Regions from separate parts of the Capsicum annuum genome. Here region 1 is linked to region 2. Evidence: chromatin contacts called from public Hi-C data. All regions are on one chromosome and are shown on one strand. The core of a region is the stretch at or near the end of the contact, and the rest is flanking DNA. Distances in the headings are between cores, read along the strand shown. Region 1 holds the start of LOC107847943 (BTB/POZ domain-containing protein At1g67900). Region 2 has its middle 8.2 kb from the start of LOC124889018.

Evidence for each region. Hi-C and Micro-C count contacts between places; a contact is called where the count stands out from the background.
Region 1: a contact with region 2 is called in a Hi-C map of leaf, with 3 times the contacts expected there. The contact joins the promoter of LOC107847943 here to the enhancer-like site in region 2. A contact is called at or near these places in 4 of 5 Hi-C or Micro-C datasets (bud, leaf and placenta).

The regions. Positions count from the first base shown.
Region 1 is chr11:132,949,099-132,954,210 of UCD10Xv1.1, reverse strand. It overlaps LOC107847943 (BTB/POZ domain-containing protein At1g67900), which reads right to left and starts at 3,054. Exons shown (of 4, transcript XM_016692561.2): 1 at 2,381-3,054; 2 at 2,087-2,156; 3 at 550-1,809; 4 at 1-29. The coding sequence starts at 2,439.
Region 2 is chr11:132,848,190-132,853,155 of UCD10Xv1.1, reverse strand. No RefSeq gene overlaps it. Among protein-coding and RNA genes, the nearest start is that of LOC124889018, 8.2 kb to the left of the region's middle. Within about 2 kb of position 2,030, at least 3 of the 5 cell types and tissues checked have an H3K27ac peak or open chromatin away from gene starts, as enhancers often do. A contact at or near this core is called in leaf, where this site is marked.

The DNA of each region.
Region 1 (5,112 bases), core at 1,805-4,304, 100 kb before region 2:
CTTTCACTCTTGTTCAGCCCTGGATGCCCCTGCATTATCGTTAAAGATATATATACAACATCAGTTAGAAAATATACAATCTAAAATTACATTGTCATATCTATGATTAGTATTAACTCAGTAATTGATAACCCTGTAAAAGTGATTAAACGACATTGATCGTGTAAAACTCTTTACACAGTTAGTGAGTGCGTATAACTTAAATCATTTTCATTATAACAACAATTCATCCTCTACAGTTTCTTCAAAGTTATCTTATTTTTTAACTGTCAACATGATGTAGGCTGAACATGCCTGATTCTATAAATCAGAATTAGAGCTTCTAATTCTAACTGAACATTGAATTTGAGGATATTAAGATGTCAAAGAGTTGGTTATCTGCTAACATGGTAATGCCCCACATCCTAGTTTTTAACACTTAGGACATATGCAAAGAATTATTTCTACATATGGATGTAACGTTTTTGATTTCTTTAAATAAAATAGAAACCTCAACAGTAATTGGGCAAAAGATAATGGTATAGTTGAAGATGTTATCTGCAATTTTACCTTGAGATAGATGTCAATTGCTTTGTAAAGATCATCATGGTCAAGCCTGGCAAACTCTGGAATTGCTTCAGCAATTGTTATGAATTTTGACAGGGGCAAATTTGTGTCACTGGCAATTTCTTGAAGATATCCATCGACAAGCTTAGCTACCTTGAGTTTTGAGCTATGTGATGCTGAAGAAGATCTTCTGCTTTCTTGAAACTCAAGGTCAATATTCTCCGCGGACCGGGACCTTCTCCTCTCAAAATCTCCTTTCCTTCTTAGTGGACTCGTTGGGGGACTTTGCACCTGCAACATGAACTGTTGTAATATGGTGATAACCACATCCACATCATAAATTGTGTCAAATGTGTGTGAGACACAAGGTATTAACAGATCATTAACACTAGCATCTTCTAATTGAAGCCCAACCCTTCTTGCCAATTCCATCTTGGATGAACAAGAAGCCTTCAGAATGTTAGCGGCTTTAAGCAGTTTCAACAAGAAACTACAAGAAACTGCCCCCTTTTCAGCTGGTAACAAGCTGATTATTGACTCCAAAAGCAGCCTGTGTTTTCCAATTGAATCTGATTCGGATTGATCATGTACCACATGCTTCTCATGATTTGCATACTTTGAAATGTTTGGTAACCATCTTGAAGCATAAACTCGCAATGCATCACCGATAACACTAGCAGGTACTTTCCCACCAGATTTGATGGCTATCATACTTCTCCAATAAAGGTCTATGCTCAATTCTGCTAAATCTTCAGCCCACCAAACTTTAGATGAACCTTTATTATGCCTTCTGCTTTCAGATTCATTGCAAGAAATATCATCCCTCGGGCCTCTTCTTGAGTAGGTCCTCGACAAATTCACCTTTGAAGGATGAGCCAGGACTTTTGAAGCAATGTTTTCAATACATCTGCTTGTAATTCCCAAGTCCTCAGACCATAAAGGAAAGGACTTAGTAATCTGTAATGTCACAATTGAGTCTTTCCAACCTGAAAGTATGCAAGAATTGAAGAATACTTCGAGTTTGTAAATCAAGTTTCCTTTCTCTACATCCTCTGTCATCTGCAGGTACTCTGCAGCACACCGAGCCGCAACAATGTTGTAGGCACTTAGAGTAATAGTGATTCCATAGCAGAATTTTGCACATAGCTCAAATGCTTCAATTCCACCAGGAAAATCTGGTAGCTGCACAATTTGGTGCTGTGAGGTTTCTGGACTTTCAGAGCATAGCCTCTGCAGCCTTGAGCACTTTGACAGCAGAGGAAACTGTTTAACACAATTAGCTCGACATTAGTAGGCATTTGGATATACAAATTATGTGTACATCCATAGTTATTTTAACCTTGAATAAAAATAGAAAATTTGAAGTTGAAAACTCAATGAGTATTTAAATTGAAAAAATTCGTTCACTCACAAAAATTCAACACAATTTCAACTATCAAGAATTTAATATACTTCAAAGTCCTCATTTTTCAAGTTCAGCCAAATATTGACCAAGTGGAAAAGAAAAAGAGAAGGAACCCAGAAAAGTTAGAAATTTAACCTTGTGAAGCAAATATCTGCTACCCTTTACTTGGACTATGAGATCACTAATAACTTCAGAATTAACTGACCTGCATCAAGAAAAAAAAATGAGCCGACAGTCTTTTGGAAACAGGCTCTCTGCCTCTAAGAGGTAGAGGTAAGGTTTGCATACATTCTACCCTCCCAGACCCATCTTGTGCGTTTTCACTGGTATGTTGTTGTTGCATCAAGAAAGGAAATCTTGGTTTCTTTGAAGTCTTCTAAACTATTTCTAGCTGAATCCAAGAAACAGAGAAAGAAAACATGAAGTTACCTTACAGCCTCAGTAGTGATGAAAGTGTCAGGCCTAGATCCAAGTTTCATAAACTTCATGTTTTTGAGGCTTTTCTTTTTGTATGTTAATGCTCTCAAAAACAAAAATATATCATCCAATATGCAAAACCATGGCAGAATCAAAGAGACAGAGACAAAGCCATTTGTTACGATAGTTGAAAGGTTCACTTTTTTAGACACCACTACCTTTGAAAGTTCCTCCTCCAGCTACTAGCAATAGATATTGTCTAAAAACAAAAAGAAACACCACTTAGTTATACACCCCCTTTAGAATATCCTGTCTTGTTAATTTTTCTAAAAGTTTGGTAAATTACCCAACAAGATTGACACTTATTCAACTCACAAATAGTTGCTTAGGAGAATGAAGATTAAAAAGAGAAGGGACATAAAACTAAAGGATTGTCTAAAGGTTGTGGGATTTGTTAGCATCTGGCTAGCACTAATGCAATTTATAATAAAGATGATGATGACTAAAATGACATGAACCAAGAAAATCAAGCACTCCCAAAATTCTTGTCCTTACTGTCAAGTTTGCAGTTAGATTTAGACATGCAAACATAAAGAATCAAAGGTACCCCAATTCTCATTAAGATTAAAGGACCAATACAATACCGGTCAATTTTAAAAAAGAAACAAGAAAGAAAAAAGGAAAATGTACAGCCACAAAATTTATTTTAATATTAATAACTGAAATTGGAAAAGACAAAAAAAAAAATCATAAAATTCATTTAGACCAAAAGTCTGACGGACATGGCTAAGGAAGTCATTCTGACATATTTTGCAATATAAAAAAATCATCATAAATTGATTAATTTGTTGTTGAATTACAAAGGGTTATTCTTTTTTTAAAAAAATTAATACATAATTATTATTCTCTCTTTGATAGATTGCTAGATACGTGAGTGTAAAATTACAGGGTTATTCTTTCTTAAAAAATTAATACATAATTATTATTCTCTTTTTGATAGATTACTAGATATGTGAGTGTAAAATTACTCTTAATTTTACACACACATATCTAGTAACTAGTTTAGGTGTACGCGTAAGTACCTCACTTTAATGAGTTCAAACATTACATTAAATAGAATATTTATTTAAATAATAACGATGAATATATTAATTAAATTTAATATCTTTTGAATATGTAAAGATTGAGAATTTATTTATTAAATCTCGTCTTTACAAAAAATATTTTTAAAAGTCGATCGACATTCATCTACCATCTGTAAATTGCAACAAAATAATATAACGATAGAAATATCAAAATAATATAATTAAATATAATCTTTACACACAAAAATAAAGAAGATATATTAATACACACATGTTGAATTTTATTATGCTGACAAAAATAGTCAAGAAGTTGAGAGTTAGAAAATCAAGCATCCACCATCTTGACATGCAATTGAATTAAGTTAGATGAGCATCAACCATATTCTCCCAATAGGGAAATCGATTTGTTCTCTAGTTTAACGTACATCTCAATATTTGTAGAAGTATTTCCTTAATAGAGTCATATTTTAGGAGTATTTTTCTAATTGAACAGTAGAAAGAAAAATATTAATTAATTCTCTTATTATATATTTTAGTAGTCTCATATATTTTAGAAAGTGTAGTAAAAAAAATATTAATTAATTCTCCTACCATATATTTTAAGAGTCTCATATATTTTAGGAAGTCTAGTTAATACAATAAAAAATAATTAAATAATAAATATAAAAAATAGTGAAAAGACAGTTTTGTCTAAAGAAGAATCTTGTAATGAAGGGTAAATAATTTAAATCACTTTTCTGAGACTCTTCAAACTTTTAATATATTATATAGATAGATTATAGATAGATATAGATTAGAGATGTTAAACAATTGATAAGATCTTTTAAAAAGTGAATAAATAAAATTTTTAAATAAAATATTAATAGAGTCCTATTTTAGGAGTATTTTTCTAATTGAACAGTAGAAAGAAAAATATTAATTAATTCTCCTACCATATATTTTAGGAGACTCATATATTTTAGAACGTCTAGTAGAAAGAAAAATATTAATTAATTTTCCTACCGTATATCTTAGGAGTTCCATATATTTTAGGAAGTCTAGTTAATATAATAAAAAATAATTAAATAATAAATTTAAAAAATAGTGAAAAAACAGTTTTATCTAAAGAAAAGTCTTGTAATGAAAGGTAAATGGTTCAATGTTTTTACACTTTTAATATATTATATAGATAAATTATAGATATTGAACAATTGATAAAAAATTTTAAGAAATGAATGAATAAAATTTTTAAATAAAATAACAATACCTTTTGTTTTTGCCAAATATACTCCTACGTTTTTCTTTCTTAATGCCTTTTTTACAAAAATTGTTAAAAGTAATAACAACTTTTTAATTTTACCAAATATACTCCTACGTTTTTCTTTTGCCAAAAAATAAGGCAATGTTTGTTAAGTCTTATCATATATATTTTAAACTCCTGATTCCATATATTTTAGGAGATAATATTATAAATATAATTAATAATAATTTATAAAAATAGTGAAAAGACGATTTGTCTAAAGGAGAAACTTTTAATAAAGGATAAAAAGTTCGAATCACTTTTCTAAGGGTGTTCACACTTTTAATATATTATAGATTATAGATCTATCAAAGAGAGAATAATAATTTTGTATTAATTTTTTTAAAAAAAGTAACTCTTTTTAATTCAACAATAAATTA
Region 2 (4,966 bases), core at 781-3,280:
ATTTTCATATAATTAAACCTTATTTGTCAAAAGTCACCTATATGTAAGATCTTGAGTATATTTTGTTTGTCAAATGCAACATTATTTCATATACAAGTGTATATTATTTTCATCTATGTGGGAAGAGAAATAAGGGATCGTTTGGTGCAACATATTAGAATAAATAATTTTAAAATAAAATAATAATTTTAAAATAAAAATTTTGGTGTCTTATTTGGTTGTCACATTCAAAATAATTTATCCCGATATTAACAAATAGTACAAGAATAAGTTATTCCATCCTTTTGATGATATAATAATTCCAATATAATTTATCTTGAGATAAAGCTATAAAATAACCAAATTACCTTCCCAATAGATTATGTTCGCATTCATGGAGATTTGATGATGATAACCAATTTAAGAACAGTGGTGGATGTGCTTGAAGCTTTTAAATATTTCAATTCTATTTCAGTTCATTTTTTTTATTTTGAAGTATTTACTATACTCATTGTTTAGTTAAAAGAATTTTCATGGAGTATATGTTTTAATATAAAGTTATTGGGGATTGTCATTATATTACCTTTTTCATTTTGTTAATTATTTAATCACTTTTTTTTTTTTTAAAATACGTTCTCTAGTAAACAAGAGACTTTATTACTTTTCACATATTTTTGTGTATTTATTTATTTTTACTGTCCTGCAGATTAGGAGCAACACCATTGATGACATTATTTGCTCTATTGTTGGGACTAATGAATTTATCATATGATTCGAATCAACACTGCAGTTGTCTAATCTTTATTTTACTTTTGTTTATATGACATGATAGAACTTTCATAAAAATAATAGTTCACCTTATCAATATAATTTTCAATTTTCATAAAAATAATTTATATCTATAATCTATAATGTATAGTTTATAATTTATGATATATTAAAAGTGTGAACGGCATTAGATATGTTATTTGAACTTTTTACCCTTAATTAAAAGTCATTGCTTTAAACAAAATCGCATTTTCACTATTTTTTCCAAACATTTAACAGTTGAAAATTAATTAAATATATTTATGGTAAAACATTTTCTTATTAGAAGCCATCAAAATTTCACTATTTTTTCCTAATTTAAGAGTTAAAAACTAATTAAATATATTTATAGTAAACCCCTTCATTATTAGAAGTTATCAAAACTAATGACAACTAATACTTTTTGCATTAGTTTAAACATTTTAAATCAACTAAATTTAATTTTAAGAATACTTGAAAAATCTAGAAATAAATATAAAACTGTTAGAATAAGAAAAATTTAAGAAGTACCAAATTTTAAAAAGTTTTAAGTACGTAAATCAATGATTTTGTAAAGATTTGACTTTAAAATAAGAAAAAATTCTTAAGTATAAGAAAATAATCGTAACACAAATATGGTGCAAATTGATGCGTCTCTCTTATCCTCTGGCGACAAGGAAAAGAGATATTGTATGACAAACGTGAATGATGATTCATCAATCACTTATTAAAGTGTGAAAGATTATTATATTTTGTATTAATAATTGTATGACAAACGCAAAAGAGATATTTATGACAAACGCAAATGACAAACACAAATGAGATATTTACATTATTAAATTAAAGTGTGAAAGATTTTTGACAAGTGATTTGAATTTTTGTACTTTATTAAAAATCTACGCAATAAATAAAATTATTTAATTTTAAATAATTAAATATTATACGTGCGAGACACATGCGGTTAAATTAGTTAAGCTAAATAAGGTGAAAGATATTTTTTTAAATAAACAATATATTCTTAAGAAGAATGCAATATATATTATTTTTGTGGTATCACAAATCAAAACTACTAGAAGATGACATCAGAATAACTAATTTTAAAACAACTAATTCCAACATAACTTGTTTTAAACCAAACAAGCCGTGATTGTGATATACTAATTGCAGCTTTCTCAGCGTCTTTCTTCTTTTGCCTTTCCTTTTTTCCCAATTCTCAATTGTTGCTTTATCCCTCTTTTTCTAACCTTAAATTTTCAAGCACAATCTTATTATTTGGTGATTATTGAGCCCCCTTTCCAAGATTTTCTACTCCTAAATAAGTTTTATTTGACTTTTTGGTTAACTCGTCCATTTAATCGGGGACAAGAGAAAACAGGAAATGAAACTGAGGTCAATTACACATCATCCAATAAGTTAAATAAAATGCTTAAATTTTTTTTAAAAAAGCTCTTCTAATTGAAAATTCGTCTTCACAATGGTATCTACACCCATTTTTTTCTTGAGCTGAAAATTTATTAAAAATAGTTTTTTTTTTTATTTTAAAAAGGTACAATTAAGATGCACTCTAATCCTAATTTATGGAATGACACTAGATAGCTAATTGTTTTATTTTAGACCGTCTACAAGATAGAAGATGAAAAAGGTGAAGGCAACTTGGTCAGGTCACACTCATTCGTGCCCCTCCCATGCGTTGCACGCGAATCTTTAACAAAACACAAGAGGTTAAGTGGGTGGAGTTGGGTGAAATGTGTCCAATAAAATAATAATTTTGTATCTCATCATTTACCAAACCAATTGATAAACAATGTGTGAAAAACGGGGAAACAAATATTACAAGCCATATTTGTCATCAAATCATATATATATATATATATTGTTTGATAGAAAAGAGAAAATTATAATTATAATTAAAAAATTGAGTGTGAAATGTGATTATGATGATGAGATAGGCAGGCTCACACCTAGACACATGTTAATGAATATGATTAGTAGTAATCCAATTAATCATGATTAGGTTGGTTTGACGTGATATATATTTGGATGCTTATCATACACACTAAGGGGTCATTTGGTAGAGTATGTTGACAAAAATAATGCATGTATTAATTAATGTGTATTATAAATATTTTGTTTGGTATAATTTTTAGTTTATATATAACTAATGAAAATATTAGTTATACACTCTATTGTGTATTAAGGTGCGTATTACTAATTGGTCAAAATCATTTTCCCTCCCCAACTTTGTCTTAAAAATCAACCCCCCAACTTTAAACAATAATCATACTCCTCCTTTATCCTAATTGACTTTTTAAAATTCCTATTTTACCCTTTATCATCAATTTTTTTATTCTTTTTTTTTTAACTTCTTTAACATCATCATATTTTCATTTTAAAAAAAATTCATATAACAATTTTTTCATAAAAACATAAACATTATTCATATAACATAATTTTCTTAAAAATATAAACATTATCTTCTAGAAAAAAAAGTAAGAAATATATAAGCTAATGATGATCTTTATGAAGTAAATTAGCATAATAAGAAAATTAGTTTTATTAATAATAATCAAAACTATAATATTTATTTTAACAAATGAAAATAATAAGTACTACTAATTTTATAAACATATTTCAATGCAGAAAATACAAACAATAAATGAAGGAGATAAGCCTCTAGCACCACCCCGAACTATGGTCAAAGTTGTTACGACACACTCCAACTTCACAGGGGTCCTATTATTCCCTGAACTCAAATTTAGAGTAATTTTATCATTTTTTGTGCTAATGTGACACCTTTATTACATAAAATGGAGCCCATATCAAAGGTGGCACGCCATCTAAAATGATTGATAAAAGGTATGACGTTAGCTAAAAAGATTGATAAAAATACGCTAAAATTTAGTTTAAGGGGTAATAGGACCCCGGTGAAGTTGACGTGTGTCGTAGCAAATTTGATCATAGTTCAGGAATACTAGATGTTTTTCTCGAATAAAAATAAGTTCAAAATTTAAAGATTATATTTATTTATATAAATTATAAAATATGTAATACTCTATTAATGGAAATCACAACTTATTTACTGATATAGACAATCGGTAATATCGTTTCTTATCACTTGATCCTCATGCTAAAAATAAATGTTTTAGTTTATCTGCTCAATTTGTGAAATCAAGAGAATTGTATTATGTTCTTTTTCTACCCTTTAGTGTTAAATAACTATATAAAGTAACAATATAGACAAATTTAAAGTTTCAAATTATTATTAATAAGGTTAATTTAGCAAAATATAACTCTAAGTAAAATTTTCTTAAGGATTGTGTTATATCAACAATAAGATAAGTAATACGAAACAAATTTAGTAAGAGAGTGATAAAACACGAAAATATACGCACATGCATGTACATGCATATGTATATATACACACTTAGGGGTGAGTTGTTTGGAAACAGGTTATTCCGGGATTAGTTATTACAAAGTAAGTTATACTAATATGTATGTGTGATAACTTATCTCATCACTATGGTAAAAATGGTGCGACAAATAATTTTGAGACTACCTAATACATCTAATTAAATGCAGTATAAATAATCATGAACTTTATCTCTAAATTATTAGAATTATACCTCACACCAAACGACTCTTTAATATATATAATACTAAAATAACGATCTTAAAAATAATATTGAATTTTGTGATAAATTTATAAAATGTATTAATTTGCGTATAAAGTTAATAAACTTAAATAAAATGCTATAAATATCCATGTTAAAAAAATATTCATTACATATAATATAAAAAGATATTACATAAATGTGGAATTAAAATTATAAGGACAAAATAGACATTGAATGGGATAAAGGGGGAGTATGATTATTGTTCAATGTTGAGGGGGGAGTTTGATTTTTTAATCAAAGTTGGGGGTGAAAATGATTTTCACCCATTACTAATACCACTCATTTTCTATGTATTAGTAATGCAAAGTCTTTAATACATGCATTAACTTATTAAATGACCTTAATACCCCTCAATTTCCCTCTCAAAGTATTTCATCATTCCTTTTTCTGTCATTTTAATTTGCAATAGTGAATTTTTTCAAAACATTTTTTGCCCACCATTTTAATCTACAATAATGAATAATTGATTTAAATAATTGTAACATATTTTTGCTTTGCTTCGAGGGTCTTAAAAGGATTAAAAAAAA